2 separate regions of the Sus scrofa genome follow, and region 2 is linked to region 1. A link is a contact called in public HiChIP or PLAC-seq data. All regions are on one chromosome and are shown on one strand. The core of a region is the stretch at or near the end of the contact, and the rest is flanking DNA. Distances in the headings are between cores, read along the strand shown.

Evidence for each region. HiChIP or PLAC-seq counts read pairs in DNA pulled down with a chosen protein or histone mark.
Region 2: an H3K27ac HiChIP or PLAC-seq map of alveolar macrophages shows a contact between it and region 1. The contact joins the promoter of ARF3 here to the promoter of CCNT1 in region 1. A contact is called at or near these places in 1 of 47 Hi-C or Micro-C datasets (skeletal muscle) and 1 of 2 datasets of contacts at active chromatin or transcription factors (alveolar macrophages).

The regions. Positions count from the first base shown.
Region 1 is chr5:14,807,156-14,810,071 of Sscrofa11.1, forward strand. CCNT1 (cyclin-T1) reads right to left here and starts at 1,269. Exons shown (of 10, transcript XM_003481561.4): 1 at 1-1,269.
Region 2 is chr5:14,976,924-14,979,977 of Sscrofa11.1, forward strand. It overlaps ARF3 (ADP-ribosylation factor 3), which reads right to left and starts at 1,430. Exons shown (of 4, transcript NM_001160426.1): 1 at 1,283-1,430; 2 at 343-453; 3 at 1-111. The coding sequence starts at 1,430.

The DNA of each region.
Region 1 (2,916 bases), core at 19-2,518:
ACGCGCCGCTCGGCGGTTCCGCGGTGAACTTCGCTCGTGGCGAAGGTGACCGCTTAAGATGGGGCACATCCGCAACTTGACAGATGAAATAAGTGAGACTGTCAAAAGCTGAAAAAAATAATCAGAGAGTAGCCCTATCGTCTATCGTACCATAAAGCAACGGGAAAGCTATTGCATTGTTGATAACAATGTAAATTACCCATTGGAGAAGCCGCTTTACAATATGTAACTAATGCCTTGAAACTCCTAAAGCTTCGACGCGGTGAGCCAATTTAAGGGAATAAGATGGAATTAGTAGTAATAATTTAGTACTAACCACAGTAGTGAATGACTCAAATATACTGTTTAGTTTAACCGGCACAGCGCCAAATATTTTAATCTATGTTTTGCGATCGGGTGAATTTAAACTGCTCCTTCCTTCTGGAAAGCTTCCACTACCACTCTGCGCATGCACAAATTTGTAAATTTCTGCCCTCTATCAAGATGTATCCGGCTCCAACGCTTGAGGGTTGTTCCTTCGTAGACAAGATACTTGTCTGTGCCCCTTGTATAAATGTAAATGGCAACTGTATATACGTTTTAGATTCTGAAAAGGATTAAATGAAGATTTGAGTTAAAAGTACCTGGAGCAGTACCTGGCACATAAAAAAATTCAGTAGATTTTATAATATTTATTATAGCATATTGAAACTGAGGGCAAGGACCATACCAGCCTTTTAAAAAAAACAACAACCCATTTTCATTTTTGTATCCATCTATCACCTCCCTAGTACAGTTCTGGCCCCAGTGGTCAATAAATGTTTGTCAAACAAATGCTCAAAACAACTAACAATAAAAAAATAAAAAATAAAAAATAAATCTCTCTGAAGCTTGGAGAGATTAAGTGGTTTGTCCTACACTACACCATTTATAAGTGTAGATTTTAAAATCAAGTCTAATTCCATTGTTCTCTCCATTCTAGCCGAGTGTACTCCTGCTTTTCGGGAACACTCACCTTGATTAAATTTGGGTAATATTAAAATCTTTTGTCTTTTATAATAAATATTTTGAGTTCTGTCATTTCTAGACAAGGCTGCTCCCACTCAATTTGATTCTAATTCATTCTCAGAAGTATTTTCTTCCATTCTAGGCCCTCCTCTGCCATACACTGCCTACAATTAGCATTTGCTCCATTTTATTCTGGAAAAATTGAGGAAAAAAATACTTGAAGTTACAATATTTTCAAAAATTATGATTTCAAACTTGTTCCGTTGCATGCTTTTTTTTTAATTGAATAAGCACTTTTTTAGTTATGTCATCTTTTATTTCATTTTTTGTCTTTTTGCCTTTTCTGGGGCTGCTCCCGCGGCAGATGGAGGTTCCCAGGCTAGGGGTCTAATCGGAGCTGTAGCTGCCAGCCTTCACCAGAGCCACAGCAACACGGGATCCGAGCCACCTCTGCAGTCTACACCACAGCTCACAGCAATGCCAGATCCTTAACCCACTGAGCAAGACCAGGGACCAAACCCAAAATCTCATGGTTCCTAGTCAGATTCGTTAACCACTGAGCCACGATGGGAACTCCTCCTATGTTGTCTTCTTAATAGCCAAAATTATTTCTCCCAGATTCCCCTCACCTATTTTTCTGACCTGTGTTTGGTTCTCCACTAAATTTCTTAGATTGATGACTCCATTTTGATGCTGTCGTGACTGTGTACCAGTCTTCTGAGAAAAAGACCTAGAAACTATCAGGCTTCACGCAATGCAACTGCTAGCCAATGGCTTGCTACCCTCCAGTACAGAAGAGGGGCACCTGTGTAAATCAGAGAAAAGAAATATTCTTTGACTTAAAATGATTTGAAAGTAGGTAGCAGGGATAACATAATTGCCAAACATGAATTTTTGACCATGCCTTGTTTCAAATCCCCACTATTCTTTTTTTTTAAACTATCTTAACCATTTTCGCGTGTACAGTTCAGTACAGTTCAGTAGTGTCAACTATATTCACAGTGTTATGCAACAGGTATCTACAGCTTTTTATTTTTTTTGCAAAACTGAAACTCTATACCCATTGAACAACTCCCCATTTCCCCCAGCCTGACACCTCCCATTCTCCCATTCTACTTTTTATTTCTTGGAGTTTGACTACTTTATAGACATTTAATATATGCGGAATCATACAGTATTTGTCTTTCTGTGACTGTATTATTTCTCTTAGTGTAATGTCCTAAAAATTCCCAGTTATTCTTTTAACTAATTGTGTGATTCTCTGCGCCCGCACGTGCGTGCGAGCGTTTTGGCGGCACCTGAGGCATATGGAAGTTCCCAGGCCAAGCTGCTTCAGTGACAAGGCCAGATCCTTAACCCCCTGCGCCACAAGAGAACTACTAGCTGTGTGATGGTAAATGTCATCCTGAACAGAACACTATATGGCACCTGGTAGGTCTTCAATACAAAATAATGTGAAAATAATGATAGCCTTCAAATACACTGCCCTTAAAGAACACAGGAATTTTCCTCTCTTTTTTTTTTTTTTTTTTTTTTTTTTTGGTCTTTTGTCTTTTTGTTGTTATTTCTTGGGCCGCTCCTGCGGCATATGGAGGTTCCCAGGCTAGGGGTCGAATCGAAGCTGTAGCCACCGGCCTACGCCAGAGCCACAGCAACGCAGGATCCAAGCCGCGTCTGCAACCTACACCACAGCTCACGGCAACGCCGGATCCTTAACCCACCGAGCAAGGGCAGGGACCGAACCCGCAACCTCATGGTTCCTAGTCGGATTCGTTAACCACTGAGCCACGACGGGAACTCCTCCTCTCTTTTTTTTAAATTTATATTGAAGTGGGAGATTTAACTCAGAGACATAACCCCCCTTGTCTGCAAAAGCAGCTGCCTGCATTTTCAGCTCTGCTGGCCTCTTAGAATCCTTCTTGTAATTAT
Region 2 (3,054 bases), core at 180-2,679, 170 kb after region 1:
AGACAAGGAGCACAGCATCCCGCAGCTCATCCTCTGCCAGCATCCTCATCAGCTCCTCCCGGGCCTCATTTACTCGCTCCCGATCATTGCTGTCGACCACAAATATCAACCCTGGGGAGGCAGAGCATGGGCTGCACAGAGACGAAAGATCAACTCCCCTCCCCCACCAGCAAAAGACAACACCCTCCTCACAGCCTCCAAATATTTGCTCCCTTTTCTCCCACGCTTAGGAGCTGCAGCAGGGTAAGAGTCAGCTGCTGATAACCAAAAACAAACAACAGCCACAATCTTCGCTCACACCCAACAGCCCATGCCAGTCCACGGGAAATTCACATGCCCTACCTTGAGTGTTCTGGAAGTAATGTCTCCAGAGAGGCCGAATCTTGTCCTGGCCACCCACATCCCAAACTGTGAAGCTAATGTTCTTGTACTCCACCGTCTCCACGTTGAACCCTTTGGAAAAAGCAGACAATGGTCACTTAGCCTGAAACCGCAGGCCTGCAAACAACGCCCTGGGGGGTTTGTTCCTGTTTCCCCAGCCACGGCCGGGGCCCTGCAAGGGAGAGAAAGCTAAGGCTGCCTCAGGCCTGGTGTGCCTTGGCTTAGGCATGTAAAGGTCCAAAAGAAAACCTGAGAGAAGTGGAAGATGACAAAGAGGGTCAGGCCAGGAAGGAAGTTCTCATCACCTGGGCAACGTGAGACAACCTTCCCGCCTCGTTCTCTCAGTCTCTGACTCTCCCTCCTGCAAAGAAATGACTCAGCCCCACTCCTGTACCTTGGCCACCAGAATCTGCCTCAGCTGAGACGTGGGGCCTGGGAGACAGAGTGAAGAACAGGAAGTGAGCCACAGTCCTAGAGCCCCCAACGCAGAACCAGCTGATGATGATGATCTGGAGCCCCCTCCACAGGGCAAATATTCTCCCTCCCACAGGCAGGTCTTAACTGGGATCAGGGCCACCAGGGATCTAAACTGAAACAATTCCAGGCCTCTGGCAGGAACATCAAAGCCCTTCACCTGCTTTTCAAAAAACAGAGAACAAACCAGCTCAGAGCCTGAGGGCCACTGTTGGGTGCCAGGCTGCGGAAGTTCCTGCATCAGGGAGGGCCAGGGTAGGTGGGCAAACGGCAGCCCCAGCACCTGCTGGTGAGCTAAATAACCACCCTCCCCGAACCCCACAAATTGCAGGGCCCTGCCTGGTGGCCAGGTGGGGGGATCTAGGAATAGGCCCCCGCTCTGGCTCAGCTGTTGGCCTGAAAGCCTACATCCGAGCCATGCCCTTACCAATGGTGGGGATGGTGGTGACGATCTCGCCCAGTTTCAGCTTGTACAGGATGGTGGTCTTCCCCGCGGCATCCAGACCCACCATCAGGATGCGCATCTCCTTCTTCCCAATCAGGCTCTTGAGGAGGTTTCCAAAGATATTACCCATGATCACAGCAGCTGCTTTCTGAGGACAGGCGGGTGCAAGGAGGGGCAGCGGCGGTCTGGTTTTGGTCTGGTCCCTGGTATGGAGGGCTTGATTCTAGGCAAAAAAAATGTCAACTCATTAGCACCATCTGCTTGTCAGGCTTTTGTATGAATGAGAGTTGCCAAAGTCATGGCTGGAGTTCACCCATGACAAACTGAGAGCCTGACGGTACTAAGGGTACTGTGAAGAGCAAGGCCCACTCAGACACATCCTGAGCCTTTGGGAGCAGAGACAAAGCAGTGCACGCTAAGGACCTCTGCTTCTGCCAGTGACTTTGAGGAGCTACTTCGCCTGTCCTTATCTGCACCTGTAAGCGGAGGGGGTGGAACAAGACGATTTCTAAAGTCCCTTCGGTCTCGACATCCACACTATACCCCAAGGCGTCGAGAGATCATTACTGCCGCTCCCTCCCCCCACCTTACCCTGAGACTTCTGGAAAGGGTGGGAGAGGAGGGAGTGGAATGAGGAGTGGCTCTTTGTGACTCCCAACAAGGTCCAGGCTTGCCAGGTTCCCAAGGTTTACGCTCTCTGCTCTAATCAAGAGACTGCTTCTTCCCTTCCTATACTTCCACACTTTCCTTCTACACATCAAAATTCATGAGGAGAAACTAAGAAAGCAACGCTCTTAAAAGAGGCTGAGGCTTTCCACTCTTTGAAATGCCAGCCTCTAAAATCATGCCCTGTTCATACAACACCGCACTGAGAGCTGGGAGGCGGCAGGGGGTGAGGCTACCCCTCATTCCTCACCCAGGTAGGTCCGAGGCTCGCCGTGGCCCATCCCAGGACAGCAGCTCCACAGGGTCACTTGTGCTGAGGCAGTCCTCTCACTCCCTGCTTCTCCTCTAACCCCTTCAGTCTAGTCTCCGCAGAGCAGCCAGACTAATGTGAAAGCCCAAATCAGGTCATGTGGCTCCTCTGTTCAAAACCCTCTTTTGGCTTCCTATCTCCCTTAGTAAAATCCAAAGTCCTACCATGGCCTACAAAGTCCTGCATGATTGGCATTCCTATTTCTGTCATCAGAAATATCCTACCACTCTCCCCTCGGCTTTCTCCACTCCAATTCCTCAATGCTTTGCTGCCTCAAAGCTTCTGTCTTTGCTATTCCCTCTGCCTGAAATGCTCCTCTCCCAAACAACCTTGCTCAAGCACCCCCTCACTTCCTTCAGGAGTCTGTTCAACTGTCATTGTATCAAAGAGGCCTTCCATAACCACCTATAACACACACACACACCACTCTCTACCCCATTTATCCCATTTCACTTTTCTGCACAGCATTTATCACCATTGCACACGTTGCAGATTTGTTCCTTGCTGTACTGTTTTTCTCCTCCCACTAGAATGTCAGCCCCTTATCTATTTTGTTCCTTGCTGTATTCCTGGTACTTGACTGGTGCCTGGCACATAGTAGCAGAATAACTGAACTAACTCTCAAGGTCTCTACTAACCTCACTGGCAGCTCACTCGGGTTAGACATTTCTGCCTGGTACATGATGAGCAAAATGAAGGGAGCAGCTAGAACACCACAAAAGTCCAAAATGCCTATCTGCCCACCCCACCCACCACCCCCAAAACAGAGAATCACCGA